Regions from separate parts of the Mus musculus genome. Here regions 2 and 3 are each linked to region 1. The links are chromatin contacts, called in public Hi-C and HiChIP or PLAC-seq maps. All regions are on one chromosome and are shown on one strand. Each heading gives the region's core, a stretch centred on a gene start, on an enhancer-like site or on the middle of the called end of the contact. The rest is flanking DNA. Distances are from core to core; before and after follow the strand shown.

Region 1 (5,122 bases), core at 2,557-5,056:
TGTTGAAGCAATTCAATACAGTGTCTTAGTTATACCTGAAAATTATTACAAGCTGGACCAAGAGGACAATTTATTAGGCTAATTTAAAATTTATATCTTAAAGAAGAAAACAATGCTTATGAATCCAGCAAATATAAGAGCCATATATGGAGTGGACTTCTTTGGAGAACTTGCCCATGACTTGAGGCATTTCAAGGTAGACTTGCTTCAGGATTCTGAAACATTCTCTGGGGCACGGACTAAGACAGACAGTGACTAAGATATTCTGGGAGAGTCCCTTCCCATTCATGGGTAACTCCTCCTGTCACAGATTGTCAGTCTTCTGTTTAAAAAAAAAATCAATTAATCAAAAACAAAGCAAAACAAAACAAAACCCCAAACTAGATATGTGTGCCTGATGCATAGTTTTTGAGATGGAAGCATTGATTAGTTGCAACAGAAAGAGTCTCTAGGGGGAACATAACATTTTTAACCAACATTGATCATCAAGGAAATGGGATGATTTTCTGCTGACTCAAAATTTTTTACTCAGCAGATTCATTTCATGTGAATGAGTGAGGAGGAATCCTGAGATCATCTGCACTCCTCTTCCCCAACATTAAAATGAAGTTACTGAATCAGTTCTGAGCCTTCGAGTTATTACACAATGTACTTACTAGCCAAGTAGACTGTGGTGCGTCATGGAGCTAACCAAAAGTTGTAGGAGCAGTTTTCTTCACTCGGATGATCTTTCTTCCAATAATTAAAAAAAATTTAAATTTTATAAACCACATTGGCCCTATATACTCCATCATGGTGTGATGATAGTCATGGCAATCATTCCTGTAGGGCTTCAGTTGAGCAGGCACACTGATGTGCATTTAAGTACAAGCACTGAGATCCAATATTTCCCAAATGGTACTGTCATCACCTTTTAGAGTAGAGCCCAGGAATTCATCTTATAGATTCTTTTATCAATACTTCATTACCCCACAAAAATGTCACCACATTTATGGAAAGAAAGAGGCTTTAGCTCTAGTAAACTTTAGACTTTTAATATTTCAAAAGAGAAGAGAAGAGAAGAGAAGAGGAGAGAGAGAGAGAGAGAGAGAGAGAGAGAGAGAGAGAGAAACAGAGACAGAGACAGAAACAGATCAGAGGGAGAGAGAGAGTGACAGAGAGAGAGAGATAAAGAGGGGGAGGAGAAAAGGAAGGAGGAAGGGAGGGAGATAGGGAGGCAGAGGAAGAGAGCATGTATAGAATCAGAGACGTACATACTGCTTTTACATTTCTGACTACAACTCTCAGCTTTCTGCTGGAGCATGGTGCAGTTGTCCCTAAGTGCATGGAGATGTGCGAGCCTTCCTTTGTCCTCCTGTTTAATACTCACTGCACATAGGAGAAAAGGGCTAGGGTGAGGGTAGCAAATCGAGGATGGCCGGAAGGGGAAGACCAGAGAGGCTATAGTTTTCTCTGCTGCTGGGCACCTTCTTTGAACTGGCTGGATATTTAGCTTTGTGTTTGGCTCACTTTGTGGCAACTCTGTCAAACTTTGTTCGCTTGGATATAGAAAGATTTTCTCCTAAACATTCAGATCACATTTTCTAATATTAGTTTTTCTTGATTATATAGCCACTAGAATGCTTGTATAATATAGTTTTAAACTAATGAGATGGATGGAAGTTGAAAGGGCTTGGGACCTGGGAGATGAACTCCAAGCTTCTAAGGGCTTGGCACCAACCAGATGTGGATGGGTGTCTGAGATCTTTGCAAAGGATGTTTCCCAAGACTCCATATGTATGGTATATATACGAGATCTACTGTCTTTCCTACTAGACTTAAACACCTGTGAATTTTTTATTGAGTTATTAATATATGGTAGGGCTAAAAGTCACTGAATATTATCTTCTTCAATATTTTGTGATATAGTTGTATTTTGAAAGTTTCCTCCCTTGTTATTCACAGGAGACTGGTTCCAGTACCAAGTCTTTTACACAAAGTGGAGACTTGTTTACAAGCTGTCTATTCATGTCCTCTTGAGAATGTTAAATCATCTTTAGGTTGCTTATGGCGTCTGGCATACTGTGAGTGCCAGGTAGCCAGTTCTTGATGAGTATTGTTTAGGGAATACTGAAAAGAATTGTGTCTATCTGTTCACGAAGACATACATTTTTGTAAGAATGTTTTCAGTCCATGGTTGGTTACTTCCAGAGATGTAGAATCCATAGAACCAAATGTGTATAGAGAACAGATTCTCTCTCTCTCTCTCTCTCTCTCTCTCTCTCTCTCTCTCTCTCTCTCTCTCTCTGTGTGTGTGTTTATTGCTTAAAAGATGATTTTCCTTTTTAAAAGAAAAAAGTTGCCTGTATAGGAGATCCCATATTCTCGATACCAGGGAATCCCTTTCTTAGGCTGTGACATGTCTGAGGTATTAAACCTGAGTCAGACAGTGAATCAGTTCGTTCAGTGACAATGGTGATAAATCTTTCACTCTCAGCAGCTCAGGACTGTCCCCCGGCACTTTCTCTTGTCCTCATTTATCTCTTGCTGACCTTGCCCATCTACTGGCCGCATTTGCTGTTTACAAGCAAAGATGCTAACATTTATATTTCAGCTCAAACCTATCTTTGGAATTAGACCTGTAAATTCAGTTGCCTACAGTGTTTGTATTTAAGAGTTGGTTCACTCTCAGCAAACTCACCTTCTGCTTATCCAGTGGATGTACACCCTGCAGGCTGCCTCATCTCAGGCACTTGGATCATGAAATGAGGACTCCTCATTGATCTTCCTGACTCTATCTTAATTCTCATCATCTAGTCTCAATAACATGGCCGAAACATGCCTTCCAAATGTGGTGGGAACATGGCATACCACTTATCAGCTCTCCATTAGAATGAGAAACAAAGCCACACTGGGCCTGGGGTTGTTCAAGACCTGCAATGATCTGACTGTTCACATTAGCCCAGGTCACATTCCCATCAAAAATGCTTTGACAATATTTGCCTTGGAGTGGAAATAATTCCCCCTCTGACTCCATTAATTGTTCTACAGCTCTGAAAATACCACAAAGGCTGAATCCAGCTCTGCCCAGCCTTTGCTCAAAGTCCTCTTTAACTTAAGCCCTATCCTAAATCACTTTTTAACACACACACACACACACACACACACACACACACACACACACACACACACACATTCAAACCCGTATTCTCCATTGTGGTCTTTTGCTTTCACAATTGTCTAATGTGTCATTAACTCTACTTTCTTCTGATGCATCCCAGATGCCTGGAATCGAGCAGGCACATAAAAGATGTTTCATACGTATTTATTGAATGAATGAAGTCTTAAAGGCATGTGGAGTCAAGGCAGTGTTTCAAAATAACATCTGTTCCTTTAGGGGCTCAGAAACTGAGTGAGGGAGGGACGAGGCCTAAGAGAAGAGTCTCAGGAGCTAAGTAACTCATCTCCTCTTTAAAGGGAAAACATGAAGATCCAAGAAACAGCAGGAGGGTTGTGACTTGGGTGTGTTCCTCAAAGACCTCCTCATCCCTCCTTCCCCTCCTGCCTTTTTCTTCCCCTTGTCCTGGCTTCCTCCACTCAGGCCTTTTACAGTGTTTCATTTCACTTTCTCATCAGACCAGTTCTGAAAGTTGTCTTCCTGGCTAGGATGTAATGTCCTTGGGGGATGAGGATCTTTGTCCTGTTCCCAGCTGGAATCTTGATGCATAGCCAGCCTGGAATGTTTGTGGGATGAATCTTGTGAGCCACACCCTGATCCAGATTATATTAGCAATTATCCCTGACAGAGAACCTGGGAGTCCACATGTTCAGGGCTCTGGTTCCCAGGCAGACCGTCTCCAAGTCCTTCTAATATCCTCTGTCTGCATCACAGTGACTCATAAGAACATTAGCAAACGAGAATGAAATAAAGATGAATCCCCTCCCACTTCACATTATTATTAGTTGTTCATGGGATGGATGGTGAGGCCTTGATAGCTGTTAGTGTAAAGCAATCTTCAGTGGTCTGACATGACTGCCAGCTGCTGTGGGCATAGTCCTGACTATGAAACAAGCATTGGAAGCAGCAATATCAAGGTGCTATGGTAATGGTGAAGGGGCAATGAACCCTCTACTAGGGGGACACAGGCTCCTTGCCTGGGATTCCACCTTTCCTCCAGGTGCATGTGACCTTGGGAGGGACTGGAAGACATAGGAGTTAGGAGGTTAAGTGAGGGCATCATTAGAAAAATGGGGTGGTGCTTCCTGGTGATCTCTATGTTTTTGAGTCACTCGCAAACCCGTAAGAAGCTATTCACCCATGCTCCTGTAAGTAAGCCTGACGAACTCACTGGCTTATCAGGTTGAACTTAGCCGGAATAATTTCTTCACAGCAGATAATATGCTTGTCTATGCCTTCCCAGAAAAAGCCATGCAAAGCTGCCATGCAAATCTGCCATATGAGGCTACAAAAGACAGTTCCTGGCTGTGGGGTGGGGAGTGTGGATATCGAAAGTTACTCAGAATTCTGGGAAAGACTGCATGATTGAGATGGATTTGCATGCCCATAGTACGCTTGCGTAAGCACAGAGGGCATTCAGAACCAGCATAAAGAACAGAGTGAGCAGCTTGCAGCCTGGCAGTTAAATCTGCCCATTGTCTTTGCCTGTATTATGTGATCTAAGAGCTAAAGTACTGTTTTCTTCTTCTTCTTCTTCTTCTTCTTCTTCTTCTTCTTCTTCTTCTTCTTCTTCTTCTTCTTCTTCTTCTTCTTCTTTGCATTTAAATGGTAGACAGAACAGGAAAATAGGACTTTGTTAGTTTTGTAAACTTTGTGAAGCTCAAATGTTAGTATCAATTTTTATTGGAACACAGCCATGGCTGCTGAATTGTGTCCAATAGCAAGGTACTAGGAAGAGCATGTACCATTCAAGAACATCACTTCCCTTCTGCCTCCCAGAGACCTTGTGCTAGCTTCAGTTAGAAGTTAGAAGAAAGTACCATGCAAAGGCCACGTGGCAAGCTGCTCAGCCTGTTTGAACCACACAATGTACTTGACTATGTGTGTCTTTGTATCTTTGTGGGTGTTTGTGCATGTGTGTATGTGTTTGAGTGTCTGTGCATATGTGTGTATGTATGTGTGCTT
Region 2 (4,728 bases), core at 105-2,604, 260 kb before region 1:
AAGTGGGTTTTCAGCATGTTGGATTAGACTAGGTGACACGGCCCTCAGAACAAGCCCAGGCATGTTTCTGGCTTCCGATAATAAACTTGATGATCCCTCATGGGTGTGTGTGTCCTTCTGTGTCCCAGGCAAGGAACACAGCAAGCTCTGTACTCAGGGGGAAAAGATCTCTTTTGAGCTTGGACATATACCTCCATTCAGAGGTTGCTTAGAAATGGATGTACCCCTCTTTGCTAGCAGACATGGTCGCCAGGTGTTTCCATTTTCCTTCATTACACAGTAAAAGAGTAAAAGGTACAGAAGTATTTACTTGTTCGTGGCAACATCGTTTATCTTACAGAACCTCAACAGCAGTCGGCTAGCAGGATATTTAGATGAAACAGAAGATGGGAAATCTGAAAAGACATTCGCAGTTGGACACAGTTTTGTTAGTTTGCTCCTGAGGAATGTTTGCAACCTTTTCAGTTTCTCAACTTGGTTAAAAGCATCCAGAGGGTTCTGAGGCCAGGGCTGTTCACTGCATCCCTAGCACATGGGATGTGGTGCTGCAGGCACAGTGATCATGCACGGAGAGAAAGGAAAGTTAAAATGAACACATTGCCTTAGAAAATGGACTCTGCTTTTCTGCAGGTCTCCTAGTGGGCTGAAATGCTAGAGGTGGCTTTTCCTCTTTAGAAGGCTGAGAAAGGTTCATTTTGTGTAACTGTTGCCAAAAACCCAGCATGCCAGGGGGCTCTCTCTCAGTTCCACGAGCTGAGCTCAGCCTCACAGAGATGGAGGGACAGCTCTGCCTGCTGCATCCTCTATTTTTGTTTCACTAACTACATTCTATAAAGACACATCATAATGGCAACATAACAGCAGCTTTATGCTCCAACATAATGATTAAAGAATATCAATAATGCAGGCCCCAAGCAGAGCACAGACAGGACCATTTCCTTCTCAGTCTGGAGGAAGCTGAAAGGAGCCATCGATGAAGCCTACGGTCCATCAGCCTCGAAATCAATAGAATGAGCCACTGCACACACAGCACAACCCATTCAAACCATCCTGGCCTTTTTGCCATCTCCAGGAGTAGGGAATCCATCTTCCCAAATAGACTTTGATTTTAGAGCATTTTTTAGGGTACCAGACAACAAAAAACCCTGTTTGCTCTACTGCTTGCAATAGTGGAACAGTCATGAAGAGGTTAGGCATTTGAAGTTTATTTTCTTGGTATGGAGCAAACCACAGAATAGATAAAACCGGTTTATGGCCTACATCTGGTTGGATCATAAAACATAAGGCGGTACAGTCAAGAATGTGCAGCTGTGAGTACTGTAAACCCTGACTCAGGGTAGCAACCTCGATAAGCACAGGGCTCGGGGCGAGGCAGCTCCCTCTTGCCTCCTTGGGTATTTACGACGTGCAGACATTGGAACAAGGGGGCTTACTAATTAATCATGCTTGTTGTTGTTATCGTTCTTTGTTTGGATTGTTTTATTTCATTCTAGATAGAGCTATCGTGCTCCCATAAAACGTCCATACTTTATTTTATATGGATGTCAGGATTCTCTTTCTTTTTAGATTTACTTTTATTTTCAATTACTCGCGCGCGCGTGCGTGCGTGTGTGTGTGTGTGTGTGTGTGTGTGTGTGTGTGTGTGTGTGTGTGTGTGTGCGTGTATGGGTATGTGCACATCAATGCAAGTTTCCAAAACATTGGCTCTCCCCAGATCCAGATCTGGAGTTATAGGTAGTTGTGAGGCATGCATTGTGGGATACTGAGAATTGAACTTGGGTTCTCTGCAAGAGCAGTACAGGCTCTTAGCCATGACTCCGGCCCCGTATACCAGGATGCTTCATAGCTGCTTTCTAGAGAAATGTGATGGTTATTCTAAGGCCTGGGGAAAGTTTAACGTGAATATTTTCATACCTGCAAGAGGGTTATTGTGTCAGTGAGTGCAGAACAGGACACTTGAGGTGTTGTGAAGAAGCTGAGGTGATAAAGAGGCTTCAGCAATTCAGTAGAAAGATCACATCTTCACTTCTGGAAAGTTATTCCCTACAGCACCAACAACAAATTGCTGCTCATCTATTTATCAGAAAAGCTGGGAGCACCAAACTAGTTTGTGAGGTTCCCACACGGCGTCTTCAGAGCTCACCACTGCCATGCTACTGACCTTTGTTTCCTTTATTGAGACAGGGTCTTACATAGCCCAGGCTGGCCTTGAACTCATTACATAGTTTAGCTTGTCCTTGAACTCTTCATCCTCTTGCATTCATCTCTCACATGCTGGGATTGCAGTGTGTACCACTGCACACAGCTTACCCTAGCCTGCATTTTTAAGAACTATCTTTCACTTGTAGTAGATGGTGGAAGTGGGGGTGTTGGAGGGTCTAAAGTAACCATGGCCTGTGATTCATGGAATGAAACACCTGGTCTGGTGGCCACCATCCTGCTTCCTGGAAGTGTGGGGTGTGGTAGGTACAGACATTAGCCATCCAGGGACCCTCTTGAACCCCTCTATTCCACCAAGGTGAGAGGAGACCATTGTGCTGTATTAAGGCACAGATGGGTATGATCTGGGGGTGTACTGGTGATAGAGGAAAGGGACATGTGGAACAGCATGGGATGGAAAGAGAGCAACCGATGCAGTAGGTATGAATATTATATGTAAACACAGTGACATTGAGCCCGTTGGAGAATGAAGACAAGGCAGTGTGGGGTGTGGTGGGGGGAGATGAGATAAAGGCAATTACCAGCAGGAATGCTATCGGTTGGAAGATGGTCCGGGAAGGCTGGCCACTTGAGCAATGATTTTTATGAGAGCAAAGGACAGAGCTATGCAGACACCTCTGTGAGAACAGCCTAGCTGGATGCACAATGGATGTAAAACCCTCCAAGTGAATGTGTGCCTGGCTACTTGGGGACAGGAAGAAAGACGATGGGGAGTGGGGATGTAGTAGCTACCTGTTCAAAGCAAACCAGGTTGGTGTATGTGAAGAGTGAAGGACCTCACAGGCATTGTAGGCACTGAGAATTTGTTCTTACTGCCATGAAAGGCCATTGATGAATTTTGCCTGAGCGATGGGAACCCACTTAGATTCTGAAGATGTCCGTAGGGCTGTTGAGTTACAGAGGCTCAAGGGTTAAAACAAGGCAAGTTATCTGGCTGTTAAGGCAGGAGTCTGCGGGAAAGGGGAGGATGGCTGGGGCCAGGGTAAGGGTAAGGTTCTGGTAGCTGGGGAAACTTTGGGATCTTGATGTACTTTGAAGATAGAACAATAAGACTTTCTGCTTAACTGGGTGAGAGAGAGAGAGAGAGAGAGAGAGAGAGAGAGAGAGAGAGCTCAAAGTGACCTGTTGACTTCTAGTCTTCCCTGGAGGGAAGAGATGGATATTGTGACCAGTGATTAGGGTTTGCGTAGTAGTTTCCAGGTCTTGACATCTTATTCAAGAATGCCTAACTGACTCTAACTAGGCCAGAAATGCCAACCTTAGAACAAACCCCCGGGGAGACAGTAGAACACAGAGGGAGAAGTTGGATGTGGATCAGTGGTGGAGTGCTTATCTTGTATGCATGAGACCCTGGATTCAGACACAGAATTGGAAAACAAACAAACAAGGAAACCAAAACACCAAAAAACCAAAACCAAAATAAAACCAACACCACAAAATTCTTTGAAGGCAGGGAAGGTAAACTCACTCAATAAGCTATTTGCTATGCAAACATGAAGACTTGAATTTGCTTTTCAGGATCCACAATTAAAAAGTCAGGTGTGTGTTGTTCACTTGTAATCGAAGTATTGAAGAGTGTCCTTAGGTAGATACCTGGCCCAATGGCTAGGTAAACAGAGTATGTGGTAAGCTTCAGGACAGTGAGAGATCCTGTCTTACAAAGCAGAGTTGTAGACAACCAAGGTTGTTCTCTGACCTTTGCACACTTGTGCAAATAACATGTGCACATAACCTATATATACCTTAGCATGAACACACAACACTACATACAGTTGATAAATAGTTTAATAGTCATCTAGGATCTTTACCGAAATATTTTTCTTTAAGTGCATTTCACAGTTGAAATATTAGTAGTTTTTATAGATCATTTAAAAGGGGTCCTCATATAACAAGTGTGCAAGAGCTATTAGTGGACATGGTGCCCTTGGTTCTAAGTTGGTTCAGGGACTCTTCTGTGGGTGAACATATTAGCAGCACTCTATGAGCCTTCAGAGGAAGCAAACTACCCAGTTGGACTTCTTTGCCAAATTCCACCCAACTCATCCACATCCTTGCTAGTTAGAAAAAAAAAATCTGAGTGATTTGTCTGAGGCAAACCAAAATGTTTTTCAGTTGTTTTGGTAGAAGTGTAAAGGACAAGAGAGGGTCTTTGTTTAGACCTGTTTGGACTCCTTATCTCAAATCTGTGTGGGTTTATCGGGGCAAGGCCACACCTTGGTGTTGTGGAGCAGTGTGAGGCAGTTGGGATGGAGAGTGGAATGGAGATCCCACCTGAGGGGGAAAGAGAGGAGCAGGGCTGTTCCTGAAGAGTGTGAAGAATGTTTAAAAACATCAGAAGAAAGATAAAGCTTACATTCCTAGATAGAAAAGGGATAACATTCCTGACATCTAAAATGACTGGGAATTGCCAGAAGGCAGAGCAGGCCTCCAGAACAGCAGGTACTCATGGCCAATAGCAACTTTTGTCAAAATGCCAGGCTTGCCTTCCAAGGCTAGTGTCTCTACCAC
Region 3 (4,955 bases), core at 1,452-3,951, 300 kb before region 1:
GTATCTAAATGTCTAAATGTCCCTGTTGCCTCATAAACATTCAGTTTTGATGAGTTTATGCATCAGTCCAAATACATTTATGTAAAATACAATTCAGGTGAAAATGTTTGTAGCCACCAAAACAGTTTCCCTCAAATGTCACAAACATTTATTAATCTGCAACTGGTCATAAAGGACACAAAGATCAGGAGGTGGTCAGCCCTCTAGGTGTCTGAGTTCTAACCAGAGAGAGGAGGAAGAAGGGTCTGTATTCACCAGCATGTCCCTCCTGGCTGGGCTACTGTAAGTCACTCCAGGCCAGATGCCTGTGGATCCTTCTAGGAGGGGTACCTGAGCTGGAGAACAAGGAGGCCTGCTGCCTTCCTCCTTCCTGTTGACAATGAGGTGAGGGCTCCATTTTTCCTTGTCTGTGCTTTAGTCTGGCCAGGAAGATAACATTGCACCACGAGGGAGCCTGACTAAGGACTGTCATTGTGCTCAAAAGCCAAGTGATAAGATGAATTCTAGATAAGGTTAAGGGGCCAGTTCCTCATTCTCAGGTGGGGTCAGGGTCACTTCACTCAAGCCCAAAGCCGTGCAATCCGGCCCAGTTGGGGTGGGGAGGTGTTTACAAAATTCTTACGATTACAGCCCAATTATGTGTTATGGTGTTATATTGTGCATTCTTGCTAGCACACACACACACACACACACACACACACACACACACACACACACACACACACACACAGACACACCATGCAACTGAAACCAAAGCTCCATGAAACATTGTTATATGTACGAGTGGTATAATCTGATACTTTGTGTAGATTTTCATTTCACCATGTGTCTGTGTTTTAAGTAATTCATTACATTTATTTCATAATGATCTCAGAGAAGCTGTACGAATCTCATCCCCAGCCAGGTTATCAAATGTCACATAGCAGTAGAAAACATACTGTTACCTCCATTTGGTGACGTTTTTTATGCTAACCTAGGACCTAAGGATGGCTTTTAGCTTGTGGAAATCCTCCAGCCTCAGCCCCTCAAGTGCTGAGATTGTGCCTCGCTACTATGATAATCTTTTTTTTTTCTTTTTAACTTAAATTCTTTTTTTTTCTTATTAAAATCAGATCACATGGGCCAGCCAGGTGGTTTAACAGGAAAGGCATTTGGCTCCAAGCTTGATGCCCTGAATTTGACTCCACCCATGTGGTGAGAGGAAAGGGTGAACTTTCATTAGTTGTTCTCTGACTTCCAAACGTGCTGTAGTACTTCCATGCCCTGAGAAACACAAAAATAAATAAGTAAATGTAGTAACTCTTCCCTCATAGCACATTCCAGCCTCTGATCCAGTGTCCCCGTGTCCTTGTCGTCTGTAAAGTAAATAACAGTATTGCAGTTTCCAGTGGTCGTCTCCGTGACTGGGTGTGGTCACGTCCACCACTGCCTGCAGTTGGCTTCTGTGCTGGCCATTGTTGTAGAGTTCCCACAGAGTTGATCTAGTGAGTGGATAAGCACTGAGCTTTAAAACATGATTATTTAAGTTTAAGAACCACACCCAAAGAAGGATGCTTCCTCTCAGCTGCCATTTCATGGCAGGATGGAGAGTTATAATTGAAATATACAAGAGTACACTATCAGCCCTTACAGCATTTAGCTTAATGTTCACCAAGTCATAGGTGACGACACTTCGAATTTATTACCCATATAATCTGCCAATGCAAAGAATATTGGCAGCAATCTAGGCCAACCTGGGCAACGTCCGCAGTAATGCCACAGTTATAAGGATGTCTCTGGTGGGGACCCAACTGGTCCTTTAAGTCCCTAGACATAGCAACCTGAGCCCCAGGGCCCTGTGGCCAAGAAGAAGAGAGTGGAACTCAGCCTTGTGGCCCTGCGAATACACCACTGGATAAGCCCTACCTTGAATGGGTATCTTACAACAAACCTTTGCTGTGACAGCAGGAAGTTGTCATTTACAAAGTTCACACCCAAGAGCCAACTGCATGGTTGGCTTTTTCTTTTTAAACTGTAAACAATATAATAGTCTTATAGGCAAGACAACTTAGGTGGCTTGCATTCATGTCTGCCATTGGCTATATGTAGCCCCAGACCACAAGTTGAGGGAGCCTGGAAGGTGGCGCTCCTGAAGGAATCAGAGGAGCCAATTTCACCTGCAAACAGTGTGCAGGTGAAGGGAGTGAGACATTCCTCCCTCTTATCCCAGCAGCAACCTGGCATCTGATAGCTTTGTGACTCATATTAGGTCTGTGAACTCAGACAAGAAACACAAGCAAACCCCACAGCTCCCTCTTCATCTGCACTTCCCCTCTTCGGCCCCCTCAGCTTCTCACCTCCTGCTGCCATTGTGAATAGAAGCAGGGTTGCTTCAGCTGATTCAGAGAAGCCCATGTTGAGCCCACATGACTCTGGAAGGAGGTGATTCTGTCAAGTCAAGATCCTGGTTAGTGGGGGCAAGTGGGTTTGGTCAACCAGGTGGCTCCTGCAGAAGAGCCTGGAGTGTGCGTGGTTACCCCAGGAAGCTGAGTCAGAGATGGGATGAAAGTCCTGGGTGAGAGAGTGAGACAGGCCTGGAGCCCACACAGTGCACTAGATAAGCAGAGACGAAGGAGCCTGGTGTTTGTAAAGTGGAGTCTGCCTGCCCCACCTGCTCCTTCCAGTTCCTGGGGCACAGATGACTCAGAACTTGGCAGGACTGCCTGCCTGGTGAACCCAAGCTGCCCCAGGAACTGCTGTACCCCACCCTCTGCCTCACGAACTCCTGTCTGCTCAGCGAGGCAACTCTCCTTCAGGAAGTGGCACTAGCTACTTCTATGAAAAGTGTGTCACCGTGTGGCCAGCCAAGAAGGAACTCTTGATGAGTTTGGTGGTTCAGGACACTTTTAGCAGTTTGGATAAGTCGTGGACTCCTCTCTCCTGATGACAAGATTTTAAAATCCATAAAATAAAGTGCACAGCACATCACAAAGCCAACTATTTTGAAACTGCTCTCAAAGGAAACCAAATATCCTGAAATATGTTTATCAAGTGTTATATTTGCAATATAATGTAAGACACTTGCCTCTTTCCCACACACTGAGTAACCAGATACCCTCAGTGCAGTAGTGACTACCCGTGGCCTGGTTTTATGCTTGCTGGTTTTCTTTTTTTTATGGTGCTGGTAGACGTGGAACCCAGTGCCTTTTGGATGCTAAGCAGGTGGTATACTGCAGAGCTACAGCCCCATCCTACAGGGGCATTTCAAAGTTTTACCAACAATCTTGACCTGCTGCGACCAAGCAGTATCTAAGTTACAAACAAATGTAACATTTCCCATGACACAGTCGCGAAATAGCACAGCTCTTGTGCAGTTGGAGGGTGGGAGAGAGACTTACTAAGAGAAAACACTCTTTGATGCCTCTGACTTATCAATCAAGGCCACGAGCTCAGTTTTTCAAGTTGCCATCCGGGATGTGGAAGCCTGTTAAATGGTAGAACGCAAACTTTGGCCACAGAGGCCCCCTTGCTTTGCTCTCCTCTACTTCCCGCAGAGCTAAGTGCGCTATCCTTCGCTCATCTCCTCTTCCGACTCTGTCTGGACCGTCCCTTCAGTACACGAGGCCATGCTCTAAGGCTGTGGTCCACTGTGGACCTCAACCTGCACACCTGAAAGTTTTCACCATTTCATTCACTGTGGGAGGTGCGCAGGGCTAACTGAACAAAAAATCGTGACTTGCTTCTAAATATTGGTGTGGCTAGGCCTAGTGGTGCCAACCTGTCATCGCAGCTATATGGGAGGATGTAGCAAGAGGATCCTTGCTTGGCTTACAAAAATAAGTGTACAGCCAGCCTGGGTGACTTAGCAAAATCCTGACTTATATAGCACATTGAAAAAAAAAAAAAAAAATCTAGGAAGTAGGTCCATGTGGTAGAATGCTTGCCTAGCACGCATGAAGCCCTGTGTTCAGTTTCCAGTACAAAAAAAAGATAATCAACTCCTATATGAAGCTTATGTCAATGCATATAACCACATACTCATTATGTTAAAATGTTCATAGATAGGACAGGAGAATACAGGCTTCAAGGGCCTTAGTTAGATGGGGAATCAGACAGGAGATTTCCTTGTTAAATCTCAGAGGACCAAGGAGCTACTTCAGCACACAACCTGGGAAACGGATGGGTCATTTGAGGCCTACACACAAAGCTGCAAACAGAGGAGACTGCAGCCGTCATCGCTGGCAGATGAAAGAGAGGAGAGCTGTTCTCTGAGGATGTTTTCCCTCAAATGGGATGAGGAAGGTTCTTGTGAAAGTAGTGTGGCAACCACTTCTCCTTGTCCTTCATAGGCTCGAAGAAACAAAGGTGTTTGTCCCCGAGTGTCTTCAAAGTATTTCAGATTTAAAATGGCTGGACTCACACAGTGGGGTAGATCAAGTCAGCCTCCTTGTGCTTCCTGCTTTTCTGCCTGAGGTCTTCGTGGTTAACGCATCCGAAACCAGGAGCAGCACTGGGGTATAGAGAAGCACCCAGGAGCCAAGGGACATGTTGCTATTTTTTGTTTGTTGGTTTGTTTTTCGAGACAGGGTTTCTCTGTATAGCTCTGGCTGTCCTGGAACTCACTTTGTAGACCAGGCTGGCCTCGAACTCAGAAATCCGCCTGTCTCTGCCTCCCGAGTGCTGGGATTAAAGGCGTGGGCCACCACCGCCCGGCATGTTGTTCCTTTTTTAAAAAATTATTTTTGTGGTATCCTATCTAGGATTTTTTTCTTAATGTAGCACTGGATGGCCTGAAACTTACTATGTAGACCAGGCTACCCTCAAACTCACAGAGATCTGCCTGCCTCTGCCTTCCAGGTACTGGGATCAGAGGCATATGCCACCACAGCCGCCTTAGATTGGATTTTTATCTGGACTGAACAAGCCATGGAACAAGGACACATGGCTTAAAACGCAGCCTTGGAGACAGAGCTTTC

Evidence for each region. HiChIP or PLAC-seq counts read pairs in DNA pulled down with a chosen protein or histone mark. A called contact is a pair of places that touch in the nucleus more often than the background predicts.
Region 2: a contact with region 1 is called in a Hi-C map of adipose-derived mesenchymal stem cells, with 2.5 times the contacts expected there. The contact joins two enhancer-like sites. A contact is called at or near these places in 1 of 15 datasets of contacts at CTCF or cohesin (the NIH/3T3 cell line) and 2 of 484 Hi-C or Micro-C datasets (the HPC-7 cell line and adipose-derived mesenchymal stem cells).
Region 3: a contact with region 1 is called in a CTCF HiChIP or PLAC-seq map of the NIH/3T3 cell line, with 8 read pairs. The contact joins two enhancer-like sites. A contact is called at or near these places in 1 of 15 datasets of contacts at CTCF or cohesin (the NIH/3T3 cell line) and 2 of 115 datasets of contacts at active chromatin or transcription factors (epiblast stem cells and trophoblast stem cells).

What each region holds. Positions count from the first base shown.
Region 1 is chr8:8,298,790-8,303,911 of GRCm38.p6, reverse strand. No RefSeq gene overlaps it. Among named protein-coding and RNA genes, the nearest start is that of Gm31135, 180 kb to the left of the region's middle. Within about 2 kb of position 3,806, at least 40 of the 459 cell types and tissues checked have an H3K27ac peak or open chromatin away from gene starts, as enhancers often do. A contact at or near this core is called in the NIH/3T3 cell line and adipose-derived mesenchymal stem cells, where this site is marked.
Region 2 is chr8:8,552,952-8,557,679 of GRCm38.p6, reverse strand. No RefSeq gene overlaps it. Among named protein-coding and RNA genes, the nearest start is that of Gm31463, 21 kb to the left of the region's middle. Within about 2 kb of position 1,354, at least 30 of the 459 cell types and tissues checked have an H3K27ac peak or open chromatin away from gene starts, as enhancers often do. A contact at or near this core is called in adipose-derived mesenchymal stem cells, where this site is marked.
Region 3 is chr8:8,600,542-8,605,496 of GRCm38.p6, reverse strand. No RefSeq gene overlaps it. Among named protein-coding and RNA genes, the nearest start is that of Gm31463, 26 kb to the right of the region's middle. Within about 2 kb of position 2,701, at least 109 of the 459 cell types and tissues checked have an H3K27ac peak or open chromatin away from gene starts, as enhancers often do. A contact at or near this core is called in the NIH/3T3 cell line, where this site is marked.